Linked DNA regions of Gossypium hirsutum: region 1 is linked to region 2. A link is a contact called in public Hi-C data. All regions are on one chromosome and are shown on one strand. Each heading gives the region's core, a stretch centred on a gene start, on an enhancer-like site or on the middle of the called end of the contact. The rest is flanking DNA. Distances are from core to core; before and after follow the strand shown.

Region 1 (6,442 bases), core at 904-3,403, 200 kb before region 2:
CATGTGGCTCTACCACCGCTTTCAAACTTAAAAAATCATTAGTGATATTAGATTATATATCATAATTGGATTAGTAGAGAGAGGAACTACTAAAATACCTATAAAACCTTGATTCAACTCTCATGTTTAGTCTAAGACTTATTACATTATGACATACTGATGTGGTCGCATAAAGATAATTTGCGCTTAAGTATGGAGATGGAGATCCATTGTTTCAAATTCTACCTAGTTATGTAAAAGTTCAAGCAACTATCTATGTTTGCCATAATTTCTCTGCATTCCGGATTTGGAATTATAAATTGTGCTCATAATGTACATTACATACGATATCCATCTCATGTTAATGAAAATTATTGTTATTATTAATAATCTAATGATTAAATTTTTTATTTACTTCACATTTAAAATGTATGGTGATATGTATTGATAAACCATGCAATAATTAATGGAATGAAATTGAAAAATTAAATTAATTTTATACTACAGAGTAACCCCACGTGTATGTATTGAAATTTGAATGAGCTAATTACTAAGGTAACTGGAAAAATTGAAATGGAAGATATTGGCTACTGATGCAGGCCTAAATAAAGATGATCTGAATGAGAACCGATCTCCATAATGCATGGCTCCTTTGATTCAAAGGGGAATCTTTTGGGAGATATACAAAAGTGGGTTGTTATATATTGGCAGGTAAAATATAGGCTTGGAGTGTGCTACGGTTAAGGATGTCAAATTGTGAACCCAAAAATGGGCTTTGGGTAATGAATTTCCATTATTTTCTTCCACTCACAATGCCCTTTGATTTCATCAAATAGTGGATGGCTGTGTCATATGTGAACTAAAGCAGCATGTCCATGTAAGTTTTCAACTTACAACAACAATATTCCCAACTTTGATTGCCATTCAACCTAAACTTGCAAAGCTGCATGTCCATGCATTTCATTGCCTTTTAAACTAAAACTAAACTACTGCTGCTTCTTTGACCATTGCAAATGCAGTATTTGGATCCAATCCACCCAATCCAGTGGAACAAAAAATGTGGCGAAGCATGCATCTCCCCCACCCTCCATCAAATTGCACCTTATTTCATATCATTCTTTTCAAACTTTTGCTCCTTAACACTCTGCTTTTCTCGTCTAATTAATTTGCTTCTTGGATGTTGATTTTGTTTTGTTTTGTTTTTTTGTAATCCCAAATGCAACTATCAACTTTTACATATATTTTATGGTGCCCCGGTTTCTGAATCACGTGTGGCCCCAATAGTCAGCGCCTTTATAATTGGTTCACTTAAAATCCCACATCGGGAAGCGATCCTGAGAATTGCCGACAAGCTGGCTTTAAATAGAGCGAACCGTGAGTTCAGAAAGCGTACATTCGACCAACTACTTGATCTTATCTGAGCAGAAATCTTGAGGTGGCTGTCCCTCTTTGCTGCCCGGCGCAACCTTATGGCGCTGCCGGTGGCTCCGCCTGAGGGTGGAAATAGAGTGGGTTATAAAAGCCTTTTGTTATTTTCTGCAGTGAAGACTGCCTGCAGTCGAGAGCCTTTAGTGTCAGAAACTGAACATTGGGGGCTGTGATAGTCTAGCGGGCTGAAGTCTCAGTTGGAACATTTTTGGCAGCAGGAAGTGAGTTTTCACGTTTTATAACGCTGAAAACCATAGATTTAGCTAACATTATTATCTAAGTCCAAGCTGTAAGGAAGTCTAAAGCCCAATCTAACGGTGGACAGACAGGTCGACTTACTTTATATTAATTGCAATTAAAAGAAAAAGCAAACAAGAACCCTATCTTTAAATAACAAATTAATTATAGTATGCAATTAAAGCATACAAAAATGATTGGTAAAACAAATATTGAACTAAAAATGTCTTTCCATGACAGAGAAGCAAATAAAAAAGGGTTATTACCTCTAAAACCACAATCATAGTTCATGTCAATTATTCCCCTCATCCTCTATTTGAAAGGTATCATAGAAAACATCTATCTTTTTACATCTCTTGTTTCTTTTGTCTTGTTTTTCTTTACAATTTATAAGTTGGTTGTTTATAGACCACAGTACTCCATGTTTCATGTTTATTGTATGTTAATTTTGGTATATCTTTCTTGATTTGTATTCTGACGTGATTGTTTGTAAATTTTGAAGAGAGAGATGGGGGATAGGCAAGCGGGTAGGTATTGGTGTTACATGTGTTCCCGAGTGGTGAATCCAACGACAGCCTGAATTCCAATGCCCTCTCTGTGATTCTGGGTTTCTGGAAGAAGTGGGCAGCATAAGATCCCGTTCCAACACCAATCACGCCGCCATCGATACAGAGTCTCCCAACAGTCTTTCACTTTGGGCTCCAATCGTGCTTGGTTTGATTGGTTCATCATCACAGCTGCGTATCGCAAGCAGGGACCAAGTAACACAGGATGATGAACTGGGGAGAGAAGTGGAGTCCTTGATAAGAAGGAGAACCTCATCTTCAGCCCTGCCCCTTAGGATACTTCAAGGTATGCGTACAGTAGCAGCAGCTTCTGAATCAGAAAATGGTGGAAATGGAAGTGGTAGAATGATCTTGTTTGATCCAATCAATGATGAAGCCTTGGTTGTCCAAGGCTCATTTGATGTTACTAACCGTGTTCATACTCATAACCCAAGTCATAGGTCTGCCGGCTCCTTTGGTGATTACATCATGGGACCTGGTTGGGATCTTTTGTTGCAGTATTTGTCTGAGAATGACCCAAACCAACATGGAACTCTACCAGCTTGGAAGGAAGCAGTTGAAGCAATGCCAACTGTTACTGTAAATGGCAATGTGCAGTGTGCAATATGTTTGGAGGATATTGAGATTGGAAATGAAGCAAAAGAGATGCCGTGTGAGCATAAATTCCATGATGGGTGTATTATTCCTTGGCTTGAACTTCAAAACTCTTGTCCTGTCTGCCGGTTTCAGTTGCCGTTGGACGATTCCAAGACCGAGCCAAATGGCAACAGGAATACTGGCAGGATAGGAACTGGAAGAAGGTATTGGATCCCTATTCCATGGCCTTATGATGGTTTAGTCACCTTACCCGGTTCTCAAAGTGAATCCACTTCACCTCCCTCATTAGAGGCTATTCCAGGAAGTGAAAATGCAGCTCAGGGAGATGATAACTGAACATTTTTATGCATATATTAGTCTGCAATGAGCTTGTCTTTTTTGCTGCTGTTGGAAAACAAAGAATTTATATGTATTTTATATCAATAAGCTCTTGAAAAAAGGACAAATCAAATTAAATATTTCTTCATTCATGTGAAAATTGTTCTCCCACATTCAATCAAACATGTTGATTAAAAAAGCTACCAAAACTAAGCTAAAATCAGATCATAAACTAACTGTCAAGATCTTAATCACTGAAGGGTACAAAGACACAACTGAATCTCCAGGTTTGATTAGCCCCTTTTCCTTACCATATTGAAGGGCAAACTTGGTTGTTTCCTCAGTAGACTCGGCGTAAGAAGCTTTTACCGAACCGGAGCTCAAAACCGGGATCAGACCCCTGAAGATAAGGCAATGCCTTGATGGAGCTTCATCATTGCATGACCACTCAAGGGAATCTGTTGTTATCTCTGGGATGATCATAGACAAAATAGGCACACTTGGCCTATACTTAGCCACCAGCTTTGCCGTGGTTCCACCTCTGGTTAGGACCAAAATTAAAGAGGCGTTAATGGACTCGGCTGTCCTCACAACTGAGGAAGCCAAACTCTATAATGGGCTCATAGGCATTGGTGCACTCTCCATTATTCTCTTGAAAAGATCCCCATAGTTTATAAAGTTTTCAGCTTCCGTGCAAATTCTGGCCATGGTTTGAACAGCAAGGTCAGGGTATGCTCCAGCAGCAGTTTCTCCACTTAGCATGACACAGTCGGTACCATCGAGAACCGCATTGGCAACATCAGTGACTTCGGCTCGAGTCGCCTTGGAGATTTGATCATAGACTCTAGCATCTGAGTTGCAGTCACCACAGGCTTTCCTTGTATATTGGCCTTAAGAATCATCAGTTTTTGAGCCAGGAATATCTTCTCAATTGGGATCTCCATCCCAAGATCACCTCTTGCAACCATAAATGCATCTGAATTTGCTAGAATATCATCAAAGTTAGTAACCCCTTCTTGATTTTCAACCTGCCAATCCACAAGCAAATATGTTCAACATGAAATCAAAACACATATATTCTACAAATCTCATTGTCTATTAAACAAACTGCAAACCTTTGACATTAGAAGAGTGTTATTTCCATGCTTTCCCAACAGCTTTCGGACCTCCACAAGATCCGAACCTTTACGAACAAAAGACAAGGCAATCATGTCAACCTTATTTGGAACACCCCATTGCAAGATATCCTCTTTGTCCTTGTCTGTTAATGTTGGAAGATCAACCACAACACCTGGAAGATTGACTTTCTTCCTTTCACCAAGAACAGCGGAGTTGTCACAACGACAGTGGACCAATCCCAATTCCTTGTCACAATCCAAGACAGTGAATGTGATTGTCCCATCAGAACACAAAATAACACTCCCAGGCTTCAAATCTTGAGCCAACTTTTTGTAACTCATACAGATTGTATTCTCATCACCTTTTATGCTATAGTCAGTGCTGATAGTAATCTCTTTACCCTGAATGAGTTGTATGGGCTTCCCATGCTTCAAAAACCCGGTTCGGATCTCCGGTCCCTACATATTCATAGAAATTGGTAAAAACAATCCGTTGTCGGAAAATTAAAATTCCCCAGTTTATGCTTTGCAACTTTTAAATCCTAAAGGCAAACTAACTACAGGGTACATTATCCTTGAAAAGAACAAAGTTACTTTTAAATAAAAAAGATTAGCTTTGAAACATGATAGAAAGTTTCAATCTAAGAAACTCCATTAAATTGAAACTTGAAAGAGAAGTAAACAAGAATAACACCCTTCTTTTTTCAATGAAGCACTACTGCAATAATGTTAGAAACAATCCATAAATCAAACATGAGATCTTCATGAAAAGAAAAGTTGACAAAAAAGAAAGAAAAAGGTTACCTTAGTATCCAACATGACAGCACAAAGGATGCCGGTGTTGAGCATAGCGGTCCTTAGATTATCCAAGGTTTGCTGGTGGTATGCATGGGAACCATGGGACAAGTTGAAACGAGCAACGTTCATACCAGCTTTCAAAAGCCTCTCGATCATCTCCACCGACCTGGAAGCTGGTCCTAAGGTGCAAACTATCTTTGTCTTCGGCCTCACAATGCCCTTTCCGCCTGTTAGCACCCTTTCCATAGCTAAGAAAAAGAAGGCACAACACAAGGTTTAGGGTTTTGTGAGGGTTTTTAGGTTTTTCTTTCTTTGTTGTGAATGGCTTTCACATGAAGTTTAGTTTTTATATAGAGGTTTTACGTGCAAATAACAACAACAACAATAATAATAATAATAATAATAATAATAATAATAGAGCTTGAATTCCATAGGGGTCAAGGATGTTTAGGCTTTTGTTTTTATTTTTGATAATTGATTTTTTTCTTTTAATGTCATGATTTTTTATTAAGAAAAAATATATATTAATTGTATAGGTTCAAAGTTAAATAAAAACTAGCTCAAAAAGAAAATATTCAAATTTCGAATTCACTCGCCTTCTACAGTTAATGGATGTGTTTTCTTCATCACTGAAATTTTAAATTTGTCATTATATTTATTGATATTTACCTTTTTTTAATTATTTATTTTTACCATTGTAAGAGTATTATAGTAAATTTATTACTATGCTTTAACTTAATATTAAATATATCTTTTTTTTTTGTTTTTTAACCTCGCCACCAAATTTTGTTATTTTCAATTTTAAATTTGAATCACTTTGAAGACAAAATTTAATCAAATTAATATTTTAATATTCTATTTTAATAGTTAATAATAAATAAGTTATTATAATATAAAAAGTAAATAAATTTATATTTAATAAAAAAACTTAATTCTTTCTTTATTATTTGTTTTTCTAAAATTTTATCATCTTTATTTCATTGACTAAAACCTTTTATATTAGTTTATTGTTATAATTAAAAAAATATTTGGAAGATTTTTTTATTTAAAATTTTGTCTTCAAGTCATCTGAAATCAATAATCAACGGTAAAATATAAGTAAAATCCTTAAAGTTGATGCTAAAATTCAGTAAAATTAAAAGCAGTTACAAAATTCAATAGTAAAGTAGTGAATTTGTCTATGATTTTAAAGTAGAATCGATGTGAATTAAAGTATCATATGTATAAATAGTTAAACTTATAATTAGAATATATTTAGATTTTAAATTAGAATAAATTTAAATAGGGTTCACACGTAGTAAGATTTAAACTAAAATAAAATTTACATTGAAAATCAACATATGCATAAACACGTATAATAATAAGATTCAAAATTCTAAAAAATTTCATTAATAAAATATT
Region 2 (6,961 bases), core at 2,280-4,779:
CTGGTGGAGCTTTTCTCTAATAAATTTCCTATTTCTGGGGCAGAAAAGCATGACGCTTCGAATAATGCAGATGCTTTAAACACTTTAACATGTTTAGAATATGTTCCAGCGCGCTTTTAAGGTTTTTATTTGCAAACAGACCCTTCCTTTGAGACTATAAAATAACTCTCACATACTAGGCTTCATCATCCTTCATTCATATAATTTCTCTCCAAACCTTTCCGTTTCTCCACTATAAAATATTTCCCAGTTTTAAAAATTTTGGTCACTAAAAATATTTGGTTTACGTTCGAGGTATTCTTGAGTCGTCAGTGATGCGATATTGTTCCGAGCTACACACATTTCATATATCATGCCAGGATGGGATCATTACCTCTGAAGCCTATCCTAGGGAAGTCAGTTATAGGATGATTTTACTTTCCATGGTCAAGGGTAGAAGTCGATGTGGAGGTTTCAATCAATGACCGTTATGCGGTAACGTATCAAGGTGTAACGGGGGAGCCAGTTGATGGTTGTTACACGACCACAAGCTTAATATTTTTGAACACTTGAAAATGATGCCCTATAAATACCATACAAAAATTTGAGGGCATATTCATACAGAAAAACTCTAGGGCTTTCAGCTATAATCAGTGTAATTTTTTCTCCATTTCCATGCAACTAGTACCTTTAACCTACTTATTCAAAGGCCGATACCGTCATGGATGCAAGAGGACTCTTAAGCAGTGAGCGGCTATTGCGGTGCAGTAAAAATGATGTTCCTTTCGGAGTGATGACAGTTTTCGTTATTATACAACACATTAATAACTACAATCGCTACTGCATTGACCCGAGTTTGACCTTACTGTGTTGAAACATCCGCTCTCCACCTGAGAGCCCTCTTGTTTCCACCTCGGTGTAAGCCTTCGGACAAGAATGAAAGGTTAAAGATACCGACTACTTAGAAATAGAGAAAAAAATTATGTTGATTACACCGAAAGTGCTTAAATTTTTTTTTTGTGATTATATCATCAATCTTATGTATGGTATATATAGAGCATTGTTTTGCGAGAGCTTGAACTCCTGATCCCATAACAGCCATCACCTGCCCCTCCAGTTATACTTGAACCCGTGACTGCATCACAGCCGCCGACTGGGATCTTCACGTTGACTTTGACCACTGATTGTATCAAGCATTATTACCTCGAAACCAGAATTCCCCACGATGGGTTTTTAATGTGATAGTCCTATCCCGCCATGACATATGAAATGTATATGTGCTGAGGCGCGTTATCACATCCCCAACCCCTCAAAACTACCTAAGAACTTCTGTCGTTTTAGTTAAAAACCCTGAACACTTTTAAAATACTCTAAACCTTAAACCCTAATACGAAAAAAATAATAAGCCCTAACCTTGGAGAGAGAAGGTGAAAGAGCGCCCAGCTGGATGCGTTTTCACATTCTCTCTCCTAAAACCGACCTATTTCCCTAATTAAAGTTAAAATTGGCCTAAAGGCCTAATTAAAAAATAAAATTAGCCTATAGCCCTTATTTAGCCTAAATTTAAAAAAAATCCTAAACCCTAAAAAAAATTATAAAAATATGTTTTCTCTAAAAATTCAATAAAAATATGTTTAAAATTTTATATGAAATTTAAATATTTTCATACTAATATATTTTAAAATTATAATAATATTACAAACTTGAAAAAAAAATTATATTAACTAATCATATATTTTTTCTAACATATTATTGTTTGTAAGTTGCTATATTAAAGAATTGAAGATTTATTTTAGTTAACCTTTTACAAAAAGAATTATATTTAGAGCAGTGCAAAATTATTTACTAGTATTATATCACTTATTTAAGTATTTCTTTATGGAATAAAACAATTGTATCCTTTTATATTATTCTGCATCTTTCATAATAATATGACTTATTAATTTTAATATTTTTATAAATAATATGTTTTAAATTATTTTTTACATTATTCATAAAAATTATAATAAATATTTAAATACAATTGACCAGCAAGGTGTGTTTCCATGCAACTTTTTTAAGAATAGCTATTTTCAGCACGTATCCTACACCTTTGAATTAAATAATGCTAAAATTCAGTAAAGAAGAAGAAGAAATTTTGTACTGTATATTTCGCATTTAAAATTGTATATGGCATTGGTCATTAAGTGCACTGCATGAACACATGGTTACATACTAAACTTTGGAGTTATTGCCATCATTTCATTTTAACATTTAAAAGCATTGGATGCCATCCTTCCATTTTAACAATTAAATTGTTTGAAACATGTATGGCATGTAAATCCCATTATATTGGAATCATCCTTCATTAAATAAGGTTTTGGGTTATTTTCGAATCAATATCACTTAATTTTATTGTTATTCTTTTATAATATAAATAATTTTAAATTATAACCTCTATAAAATTTATAGTTTTTTTTCACTTATTTATAGTGTAAATGTGAGTTACGATAGTATTTCCTAATAAATGTAGAAATGATAACATAAGTGCTTGAAATAGAAAGTGTACCATATTAAAAAATTTTAATGTGAACATGCATATTTATTTCTATTTAATATGGATATAGAGTATAATTTAAATACAAAATAATTCAATATAAAATTTAATATTTTATTAATTATTATATAAATTCATTTCAAAACATAAGTCTTTTAAAACAATTAAAATTTCTATCCAAGTCTTGTAAATCGTAAAATATAGTTTAAATAATCTTATTAGTCCATGTACTTTATAAAATTTGTGTATTTAGTCTTTGTATTTTAATTTGATCAATTTTAGTCCATGTAATTTTTGGATTTTAAAATCCCAATCCTCACCAAATGATATATGTTAAATTCATTAAGCTAAGTTTTGTTGTTTCTAAAATCTAATGCGCAAAAAGTTATTATCATATGTGAAATGTCATGTTAGGTTATTATTTCCACATATTACTCACTAAAAATCCGGTTAATGGATTAATGTATATCATTTGCGTAGAGACTAAACTTTCAAAATTTGAAAATTATAAGAACTTATAATGATCAAATTAGAGAGTATAGACCAAATCTACAACTGAATGCATATTAATAAGGCTAGTAATTGAATTTAACTAAGAAATTTAATTTTTATTATTTGGGTGAAGATTAAAATTTTAAAATTCAAAAAATACAATGACTAGAATTGGTCAAATAAAAAAATATAGGGACTAAAATTGATCAAATTAAAGTAAAAAGACTAAATTCACAAATTTTATAAAATATATGAATTAAATTTACAACTTTCACAAAATATAGAGATTAATAGTAGAATTTACTTAAAATATATATATTTAGAATAGTTTAATTTTAAATTTTATTACTTGTTTAATCAATTTTTTTCTCAAATGTTGTTAATGTTTTTATAATAATTAATATTTTTGAAATTTAAAATTCTATAATTCTACAATTATAATTTACACAAACAAATGTAACATAAAATCTAAAAAATTAAAATTCCTCGTATATAACATAAAATTGAAAATTATATTTACATTTTCGTCCAATTATTACGGCACCTTAAATAAAAAAGGCCAAATTTGGTCGTGTGCCGTCCAGGGTCGGTGCTAACACCATTAATAAGTGACACAATCCACGTTTTGCAAAAACAACAAATAACCCCCCCCCCCCCCCAACCCAACCCCCAAAAGGAGAGAAACCTCTTTCTCATTCTCAATATCACAAATCCTCCTATAAAAACCAAACTCCTAAACCCTCACACTCCACTCCACTCCACTCATCTTCGATCTCTCCACCGTTTCGCATTTCATCTTTCTCTCTCCAATGGCTTCTATTGCTGGCTCATCCATCTCCATGCAACCTCGCTCCTTTGTACTCTCTTTATCTTTCTTTCTTTTTAGCTACTAATGCATTTGTTTCTCTTCTTCTTTGGACTTTTTTTTTTGGTTTCTTTGTTTGGTTTTATTTTTCGCCCGATCTGTTTGTTGTTTTAATTTATCCTTCTTTTTCAGATTTCACTTTTTGTTTATTGATTTAATCAAATGTCCATATCTTACTGTTACTGATGCTTTACTGTTACTTTTGTTAGTTCTACTTCTTTCATGGATGATTTGATCTGGTCAATCTGAGATCTGAAAGTTTCTAATTTATTTTTATTGCTGTTGTTTTGCTTTTACTTCTTTTTGGTTTTTGCTTTCGGAAATTATAAAAATAAATAAAAGCTCAAATGGTAATTGCTTCGGAGAAAATAATGAACGATTTTACTTGTTTATCTGATTTGGTGTTGCATTAGATATGGTTATTTATCCATTTTTAATCAAGTATGATTTGTTTTAGCATCTTAAGGGAGCTCAAGCAAGTTACTAAAGCAATAACTAGAACGGGAATTGCTTTTTGCTTCCAAATGAGCTGATGTAGTGATGGAAGCTATAGATTTTCCGGGTATCATTAGTTTTAAGTTTAAGGAGATTTGTTTTAGTGGTTTTTGGCCTGTTAAACATGATTTTCATAGAATTATATTTGATCTATAACATAGATCACTGTATAAAATTGCAGTTATATTATTGATGTTTAGAGTGCTTATGAATATTAATGGCTTGTTGGATTTGGATTTTTGTTTGTAAAGTTCACTAAAATAGACAAGTGCAAAATTTAAGTTTCTATTTTGCTTGGATTAAGATGTTGAGATATCTTTGAAGATTGTTGTTTCTTCTAGAACCATTCTTTTTATATAAATCATCGGCTGATTTTCATGCTACTGAACATCTTTTAACAGGCTAAAGGCAGTGTTTCTGGGTTGAAATTGTGTTCATTTATGAACCAGGGAAGAAGCACCCTCTCATTTACGATGCGTCCAACGCCTGCTCGCTTGCAGATCTGCTGTGCTGTATGTTTCTCACCGAATGCAATGATTTTCGTTTCTATAGGTTTTGGTCTCTCCTATGACAATATATATCTATAACTATTTCTCTCTTTGATGTCAAATGTCTTTGTGCAGGCCAAAAAAGAGACCGTGGATAAGGTATGTGATGTAGTAAGGAGACAATTAGCTTTAGAAAATGACAAACCAATCACCGGTGAATCAACATTTGTTGATCTTGGAGCTGATTCTCTTGATACGGTACTCTCTCAACTGTATAACCATTTCATATTTTCTTTCTTCCCTTTCATCTTATATGCATAAAAGTAGTGTGCAGGATAAAGGAGACCATGAATTTGTTTTACTTTTATAGGTAGTAGTTGCCCATCTATTTGTTTTAGATGCATATACTTTGTTGATTAGTTGTTTGTAATTTGAAAGATTATTGGTTTTAGTTTGTGTTATGATCCATAGTATATGGTTTCAGGTTGAGATTGTAATGGGGCTTGAGGAAGAATTCGGAATCACTGTGGAAGAGGACAATGCACAAACCATCACAACTGTTCAAGATGCTGCAGAACTTATCGAGAAGCTGTGCAGTGAGAAAAGTTCCTAGAAAACAAGGATCTCAGTTGGTTGGTTTATTTGCCGATATTTGATATTCACATACTAGAGGGGGAAATCATGTGTGAACTTTTATTATGTTGAATATGTAGGAAATCTCGTAATAAAGTTGTTGGGATTCTTAGTTAAATTGTGGAACTTAAAATGTGTCATTTCGTTTTACCGTAGTGGTTTATGTAGAAGTTTTTTGTTTAATCAAGCTGCATATCTCAGTTGAGGGTTTTATTTGTGCTCAAAGTATTGGTAATTGATGATCTAAGATTTAGTTATTATTATTATTATTTTTTTGGCCAGTGAAAGGGTATTTCACTCCTGAAAACAAATGTAATCCAATCAACAAATGAACAATTACAAAAGCACAAATGAAACAATACAGAGAAGACATCTATCTTTCTCGCAACAAACATTCACCAACACGGTGTAAAATAAACAGTATAAAGGCGGGGCAGGAGCACTATCGTTATCCAAAATGAAAACCAATGATGATGGGTTCATTGACCCAATTACATGGGCACATCATCAAACGGCCCTGTGATGCAGCCCAATCTGTTGCTTTATTAGCAGCTCTTCCAATCAATTTGAATCTACAATTAGACACTTGTTTACTAAAAGACCAGATGTTCTTCAAAATAGGCAGCAACTTCCACCTGAAACTCACTTCACCGCCCTCGTTAATATCATCCATCAACACTTTAGAATCAATCTCAACAATAATATTTCTAAATCCCTTATCAACAACCATCTTAAGACTCATTTTCACAGCTTCAGCCTCAGCTTTTGCCAAACCATCCACTAACTTCCCATCTGAATTTCTAAAAACAACCCCAACTCCTGCATCCTCAGAATCCTTGTGAAAACTTCATTCACAGTTCACTTTAAACCAATCAAATGGCGGCCTCTCCCATTTGTCCTCCATTCGACCCTCTCCATCTCTTGCCAACTTACACAGACTCTCCCATAATCCATTAACCATCCAATATTCCTTAAAAGCATTCTCAGCAAATATGATGCTACTTATTGGATCAACATCCTTATTCTCCAGAACAGCATCAAATCTATGCTTCCCAATATACCAACAAAAAGAGCCCACCTTAGCTATAATCTCCTATTTGTCATGTCTCTTTTTTAAACTCTCTCACAGTTGCAACAACCATTAAACAAAGTCTCCTTCAAAATCCCCAAACAATCTGATGCCCAAGGAACTTCCAAACCAGTCCAACTACACTTAAAAAGTAAGTGCATGACAGTCTCTTCCTTATTTCCACAAAATTTACAACAATGGCTAGTTATAACTTTCTTTCTCCGCATGTTCAAATTAGTAGCAATCGCATTATTACATGATCTCCACAAAAAAACTCCTGACCTTAGGTGGAGTCTTCAAATTCCAGTTCACCTTCCATATACTAGATCGCTGACAATCCATGTTACTATTACTATGACCCTCCATCCTTGCAACAATGTGCCCAGATTTCACCGAGTATTTAC

The links. Hi-C and Micro-C count contacts between places; a contact is called where the count stands out from the background.
Region 1: a Hi-C map of leaf shows a contact between it and region 2, with 2.1 times the contacts expected there. The contact joins the promoter of LOC107895000 here to the promoter of LOC107895004 in region 2. A contact is called at or near these places in 5 of 34 Hi-C or Micro-C datasets (hypocotyl, leaf and petal).

Annotation. Positions count from the first base shown.
Region 1 is chrA13:68,604,434-68,610,875 of Gossypium_hirsutum_v2.1, reverse strand. It overlaps LOC107895000 (E3 ubiquitin-protein ligase SIRP1), which reads left to right and starts at 2,153. Exons shown (of 2, transcript XM_041084774.1): 1 at 2,153-2,171; 2 at 2,266-3,143. The coding sequence starts at 2,153. The coding sequence ends at 3,143. It also overlaps the pseudogene LOC107894999.
Region 2 is chrA13:68,403,490-68,410,450 of Gossypium_hirsutum_v2.1, reverse strand. LOC107895004 (acyl carrier protein 1, chloroplastic) reads left to right here and starts at 3,529. Exons shown (of 4, transcript XM_016820174.2): 1 at 3,529-3,864; 2 at 4,769-4,879; 3 at 4,991-5,113; 4 at 5,340-5,699. The coding sequence starts at 3,817. The coding sequence ends at 5,468.